Linked DNA regions of Rattus norvegicus: region 2 is linked to region 1. Evidence: chromatin contacts called from public Hi-C data. All regions are on one chromosome and are shown on one strand. Each heading gives the region's core, a stretch centred on a gene start, on an enhancer-like site or on the middle of the called end of the contact. The rest is flanking DNA. Distances are from core to core; before and after follow the strand shown. Region 1 holds the start of C4h2orf42 (similar to human chromosome 2 open reading frame 42). Region 2 holds the start of Mxd1 (max dimerization protein 1).

The links. A called contact is a pair of places that touch in the nucleus more often than the background predicts.
Region 2: a Hi-C map of liver shows a contact between it and region 1, with 3 times the contacts expected there. The contact joins the promoter of Mxd1 here to the promoter of C4h2orf42 in region 1. A contact is called at or near these places in 11 of 12 Hi-C or Micro-C datasets (the A7r5 cell line, the Rat2 cell line, frontal cortex and 6 more) and 1 of 1 datasets of contacts at active chromatin or transcription factors (oligodendrocytes).

Annotation. Positions count from the first base shown.
Region 1 is chr4:120,443,823-120,447,182 of GRCr8, reverse strand. C4h2orf42 (similar to human chromosome 2 open reading frame 42) reads right to left here and starts at 1,673. Exons shown (of 10, transcript NM_001107872.3): 1 at 1,563-1,673.
Region 2 is chr4:120,673,616-120,676,975 of GRCr8, reverse strand. Mxd1 (max dimerization protein 1) reads left to right here and starts at 1,847. Exons shown (of 6, transcript NM_001100749.1): 1 at 1,847-2,052; 2 at 2,355-2,454. The coding sequence starts at 1,980.

The DNA of each region.
Region 1 (3,360 bases), core at 424-2,923:
CAGTTTCTCTTAACCCCTGGGCCATCTTTCCAGCTCCCACCTCTTCTCTGAAAATAGGGTCTTACTATGTACATCTGGCTGCACTCAATACGTGGACTGGGCTGGCATCCAAATCACAGAGATGCCCCTGTGATATTTCTTAGTTGCAGATTAGGAAAAGGACTTCCACTAAAGAACTAAGTACAGTGTATTGAATAACATGCCATTGTAAAGCCACTAAAAACAATTGAAGTCTGTGTACCAGTAAGAAGTAAGTCTCAACATACACTGTGGAGTGAACAAAGCTTAGTGCTTTGTGTATGCTAAACTTAGTTTTGAAAAGAAAGTGAGGAGGCAAATAGGGCTGGAGAGATGGTTCAGTGGCTAAGACTGTGTATTGCTCTTCTAGAGGACACAAGTTTGGTTCCAAGAATCAACATCAGGGCTCATCTGCCTATAACTCTTAGTTCTGGGAAATCCAACTTCTTTGACACACTGGGAACACACAACACACTTACACACAAATCTTTAAAAAAAAAAAACTTTAAGGACTAAGTATAGATGTCTATTCCCTCAGCAGTGATTTGAGACCTGAAATTTCATTTCATTTTTTTACTATCTGAATTTGAAAACATGTACTACTACAAATTATTAGAGTTTTCTTCTTATTTTCCTTTTTTTGGGGGGGGGTGCAGCAGGAGGTGGAGAGCAGGATTTCTTTGTATAGACCTGGCTGTCCTGGGATGGAGCTGCTAACCTCGAACTAAGAGACTCGCCAGTCTCTGTCCCCAGAGTTCTGAAATTAAAGGAGCTCCCCATCATTCCCGGTTTGTTCTTTTCTTTTTGATAGAGGGTCTGTTATATAACCTAGCTGTCCTGGAATTTGAAATCTTGCCTTCGCCTCCCAAGTGCTGGGATGACAGGCTGCGCCACCACGCCCGGCTTGCAGACTCTGTCTTAAAAAAGGATACACAAGGTACAGGACTTGTGAAGGAGCTCTGTTGGAAACCTGAAGGGTCTCCCGATGGTAGTCTCTTCTCAGCAAGAGAATGACCAGCGCCTGGAGCTGGCAGAGGGACCCCGGGACGCGATGGGTTGCCCCCTGGTTCCATCCGGCTGAGCTGGTCGGTGTGGGGATGCTGCCTTAGGCATGTGAACATCGCCCCAAGTGAGAAAGAACCACTCGAGTACACACATTCACTCAAGGGATCCTGTGGAGGCGCCATTTACCCATTTTAGGAATAAAACTGTCGGGTTGGATCGAAACGTCACAGCCCGCAGACCTTTATTGATTGCAGAATCAGCCAGGTTGCTGTCAAATAACAGAGTCCGGGCCACAACCCCTGTGTTGTTTAGGGTAACGCGCCTAAGCGCAGCTTCCGGGAACGGCCGGTTGCTAAACGCACTTCCCATGCGACCTGCTTCCCGGCATCCTTCGCTAGACGCTCACTTCCGGTGCCAAGTGAGGGCCCAGCAGAAATGTCATCAATCCGACACACAGTTCCCCGAACGTTTTCCGCCTCTATTTTTCGCCCTAAGCCGTGCCCGGCTTGTGCTTGGCCTCTCACACCTAGCCCCCTTACCTGCCTCGCAACTCTAGGGACCTCTGGTTGGTGACCACCCTCGCCGCGTCTCTCTTTGCTTGCCGCGGCCTTTTACAAACACGTCCAAACTGTCCGCTGTAACGACAGTCGTTATTGGTCAGATACGCCCACGTGGCCAAGGGCCCGCCTACCTCCGCTGAAGTGGCATGATGGGATTTGTAGTATTTTTTTAGGGTGCTCTCTTTTTGGCCCATATAACGGTGAAAACTAAGGAGAAGGCTCGGGGCGCTGTCTCTTCGTAGCTTTAGCTAAAGGTACAGAAAACACCTGTAGGGCTTCCCGGTGGTCCCGAGTACTTCGAGACGGAACAACTTTGTGCTGAAAACAGTTCTACTGGGAAACGGAAGCAAAGCTCTCCTGAAGCTTGTATGGTTATTTTTCTCCCTTGGCACTTGCACATTATTTAAATGCCCCCCCCCCTTGGAAAAAGCCGAAATAGACTTTATATTTGTTCTTTAGAATCATACCTCCCATCACCCCACTCTGGGTTTCTTGGAACTCTTTCTCTAGACCAGGCTGGTCTCAAACACAGATCCGCTGGCCTCTTCCCTCCCACGTGCTGGGACTAAAATCATGTGACACCTACGCCCTGCGGATTTTCAGAATTACTCAGTTATCTCCAGAAAGCAATGGTGCTTTAGGTGAGGCCTGCGTGTTGGAAACTTCTCTAGCTCGGACACCTACTGGTGGTGGTGCTGTACGCACAATTGCTTTACTGTGGCCAAATTTTACTTTTCTCAGTTGAAGTGGCCTTTTTCTGGGGTCAGATTTTCTAATATTGTTTTAGAAACTGAAGGAATTAAAGAAGAGCTGTTCCCCCTCTCCACAATTCTCATTTGCTGTTAAGTTAAAAAACATTTATATTTATACTTGAATCATCTGGATGATCACCTTCCAACAAAAACATGGCTTTTCCATGGCTAGTTCCTAGCAATTGGCTCAAGCGGTGACCAGAGAGCCCCACCCTCATTTGGGAAGTGTTTCTCCTTTGTTCTATAGTCCATTGTCAGGTCTCCAATAGAGAGACATGGAGATGACTTCTTTCAGGGTGCTGTTTCTTTCGAATTCAGTGCACAGTGGTTCATGAAAGACCTTGTGATGCTCACCTCCCTGTCCTCAGAACCAGCCAGCTGCATCCTCACACCAAGCTTTCCTGTGTGATTATTACTTAGAATCACTGGCTCTGCCAGTCTGCAACTTTCAACTGACATAAAATACAGGACATTGAGTTAAGTCATTCATTGCATTGTCTGCCCCAGTGGTATCAGGCAATGCCTGCTGCCTCCTTACTTCGTGGACTGCTTCTCCCCCTCAGGTGTTTCCTCACAGGCCTGCATACTCCTGTTCTTCCAGGACCTGGTCTCCTAAGTATCAGGCGTTCAGCTGTGATTGCAAGTTTGTTTTCTTTCCCCTTTTTCCTTTTCTCCCTGCTCTGTCTACACATAAGTAGTTGCTTTCTGTGCACTGGATTTCTTTTACTGACGACCTACTAGTCATTGGCCAATGTTTACTTTGTTCTAACTCTTATTAGTTAACACATCTTTTGTCATTTCCCTTAAAATTAAACAATTTTCCAAAATGTTTATAGGTATTATGCCTGCATGTGCATACCTGGTGCTCGTGGAGGGCAGAGTGCATCAGATCCTCTGGAACTGGAATTACAGATGGAGTGAGCTACTACTTGGGTGCTTGGAAGCAAGTTCTTTAACAGCTGAGCTATCTCTCCAGCCCCAGTATTTCCCTTTGATCTCTGTCTCCACCCTGATAATAAACTGTT
Region 2 (3,360 bases), core at 598-3,097, 230 kb before region 1:
GATACTCTGTTCTAATGTGGAGTCCTAGTTGGCATAAGCAATCTATTTCTTGTCACCAGGAAAGGAAATTGCCATATTTCTAAGTCTTACTCTCTGACGTTTATGTAATTGGGTATTTTTGTTTGGAGTTGAATTTAGACTTGTTGGTGCTTAACTTACTTGCTTTATTTATTCTCTCTGGCTTGGGTTTCAAACTCTGACCACCCTTTTTAAAAGAAATGTGTGGCTTTTCTGTTAGAGTGATTGTAGGGGTAGAATTATAATCCTGAAATAGGATTGAGTTGAAACAAATTGTTGACAGCAAAAAGGAAAGACTGAAAAGATGTCAGATATTCACAGTAAACTTGGGAGGAAATATGAAAGTGTGAAACCCATGATGTTAAAAATGGCTGAAACAAAGCATTTTATGAATATTAAGTTGGTTACTTTATAATGATCACATACAATACTTTATTTTTAAACTTAACAAACAGCATACAATTTAAAAATATTCCAAATGGTTCTTTTCCCCATTCTCATTTCCAAGTTCCATGCCTTCATGAAAAACTGCCTTCAGTATGTGTGTCAGCATAGGGCCCTTGATTGTATCCCTGGACATGCCAGGCAACATTGCCTCTCCATTGCAACCAAATCTGTTGTGCGATATGGCTGTTTGAATTGTGTTCTGTGGCTGTCTGTAGTTCTGTATACCTGCCATTTTGTTGTTGTCATTGTTGTTGGGATTGTTTGCTTTGTTTTTGTATAACTGTAAGTCAGAGGATTCCCTGGACAGTTGTGGATGATGACGGGTTCAGGTCTTTCTCCAAACTAAGGGGAACCAGGAAAGTTATTTGTCTCTGAGCCTCTTTCTTCATGTGCAAATGTAGCTAAGGAAGACAACTCTTGGGGTTGTCCCAAGGGATGAGAACCCTCTAGGTAGATTACATGACATATTCATACAAAGAAAGCTAAAACTATACTGACAACACTCATAAGTTTTATTTAAAAATACCCTGCTCATTTCAATTTTCAGGCCCTTTAGCTTCATTTCTGCCTTTTAAATTGGGCATGTTGACATTGCATTGTAGGTCTCAAATAAGCTCTCATTTCAAAAATCGCGATGCTCAAGGATCTGTGTTTACAAAGTGAGCTTTCCTTTCCTGTGGGTGCTTGTGGAGCACAGTTTGTGGCCTCTGGAAGAGGCCTGCTCTGGAGTGTTTTCCTTTGGGGTGGAAGGGGCGACCTCGGGTTCAGCCTTACTCTCTATGCACTGCGAGCGTGGTATAGGGGAGCCGGCTGTTTTGCCCCCAACCCCTAGGGTGGGAGCTAGGTGCCACCATCTGCTGAGGTCCCTAGCTAGGCCTGAAGTTCTCCCCAGAGACAGTGGGCAACAGGTCGGCGGCCAGTGGGCGGGCGCCCGCCCTGCCCTCCTGCCTTGTAACCAATCAGCGGCCCAGGAGTGGGCCGCTGCTTGGGCAGAGCGGTGACGTCATCGTAGCCGGGAGGTTTCCGAGGATTAGGCCAATGAGGCGCGGGCGCCGCGGCATTCCCTGTACTGTACTTGCCCAATACCCGCCGAGCCCAAGGGGGCCCGACTGTCGGCGTGGAGCCAATGGGAGGCAGGCAGAAGCACGAGGCGGAGTTGCGAGTCCTTCAGCCAATGGAGTGTAGGGGGCGGAGTCCGGGCCTTGTCAAGCCCGGCCAACCGGCAGGAGAAGCGAGCTCCTGGGGCGGGGCTGCGGGCACTTCCCCAATCGCGACGGGCCAGGGGCGGGCCGGGCCGCGGGCGGCCCAATGAGGCACGTCGCCGCCGCGGGCCTGTCAAGGGACGGGGCCGGGGGCGGGCGACGGCGAGTCGGGATAAACACTCGGCGGTGGCGGCTGGGCTCCGGGCTCCGTGCTGTCCCATCGCTGCCCCTTCTGGCTGGCCAGCGCGGCAGCTCCTCGGTGTTCCCGGCCGGCCGCCCGCGGGCACGGAGAGGCAGCCCGCCGGGTGCAGGATGGCGACAGCCGTCGGGATGAACATCCAGCTGCTGCTGGAGGCGGCCGACTACCTGGAGCGGCGGGAGAGAGGTGCACGGCGGGCTGCGGGCAGGGCGGGCGGCCGCTGGGGTGGTTGGGGCGCGGGCCGGCCGCGAGCGCCAACCCCCGGGCCCGCGCCCCAAAAGCCGAGCGCGGGGGGCGGCGAGCAGCTGGAACCTTCCACACCTGCTCCGAACCGAGGGCGTCCACGCCAGGAAAGAGCAGGCATTGTTCTCAGAATTCCGCCTGCCTGCGCCCGCCCGGTGTCCCGGACTCCGGCAGACAGACGGACGCGGGGACAGGGTGTCAGATGCTCTGGGCCCAGTTATTAATGGGACCCCTCGGTTTTCTAGAAGCTGAACATGGGTATGCCTCCATGTTGCCATACAGTAGCAAGGACAGAGATGCCTTCAAACGGAGAAACAAGCCCAAGAAGAACAGCACCAGTAGCAGGTAACTGTTCAATATTCTCCTTCTCTGTAGCGAACACGAGATGAAGGCTGATTGTTAGTTACTTACAGGATTCTAGCCCTATAGATACATTGAAGGTTCAGTAATGAGCACATGGTGCCAAGCAGCCCTTTTTAAGTTGAGAAAACTGAGGAGAAAAGCAGGAATATCTTACCTTTCATTGTGACTTTTAAAAGCAAAATTAATTCTACATTTTACCCTCTGAACAAAGCAGAACTCTGTAGAAGCTCCAAGAGGGGCTGGCAGCAGGGTCATTACTTTTGTCTGCCTTAAAGCAACAAGAGTTTCCACGTTTCCTTTAACTCAAAACGCTGCATGTTATCAGTTGATTTTGCTTGTGATAGAGACTCTATAAATGAAGTATCTGGCCTGACACAGGTGGTAGAAATTTATATTTAATGTGTACATTAAATGTAGTAGTTTGTCTGATAACCCAATTGTGACCTCTCTTCCTGATGGCTGAGCAGAGTGATTGAGGTTAGAACCCACTTCTGTAAGAAGATGCATGTTACATTAAGATGTCAGCAAGGTGCAGCCTTTTCTTTTTAGCCTCACAGATTTACCTTATAGTCCTCAAGAGCTGTGAATTTCACCACAGTGTTTAGTTAATGGCTGAGAATTCACAGTCCCTGATCCACAGTAGCATTTCATCTCTGCTACTGTCCTTGTGTCCCCCTCTTTGCTCATAAAATACTCGTTGTAGCTAGGGATGGTGGTGCCCATCTTTAATCTCAACTCTCAGGAACACTCAGAGACAGGTGGATCTCTGTGAGTTGGAGGCCAGCTTGGTCTACCTAGGGAATTCCATATGAGCCAAGGCTACACCGTGAGACCCTGTCTCAGAAAACAAAAACAACACTGCTAACGAGCTGCTAGGAGTCTGTGTAT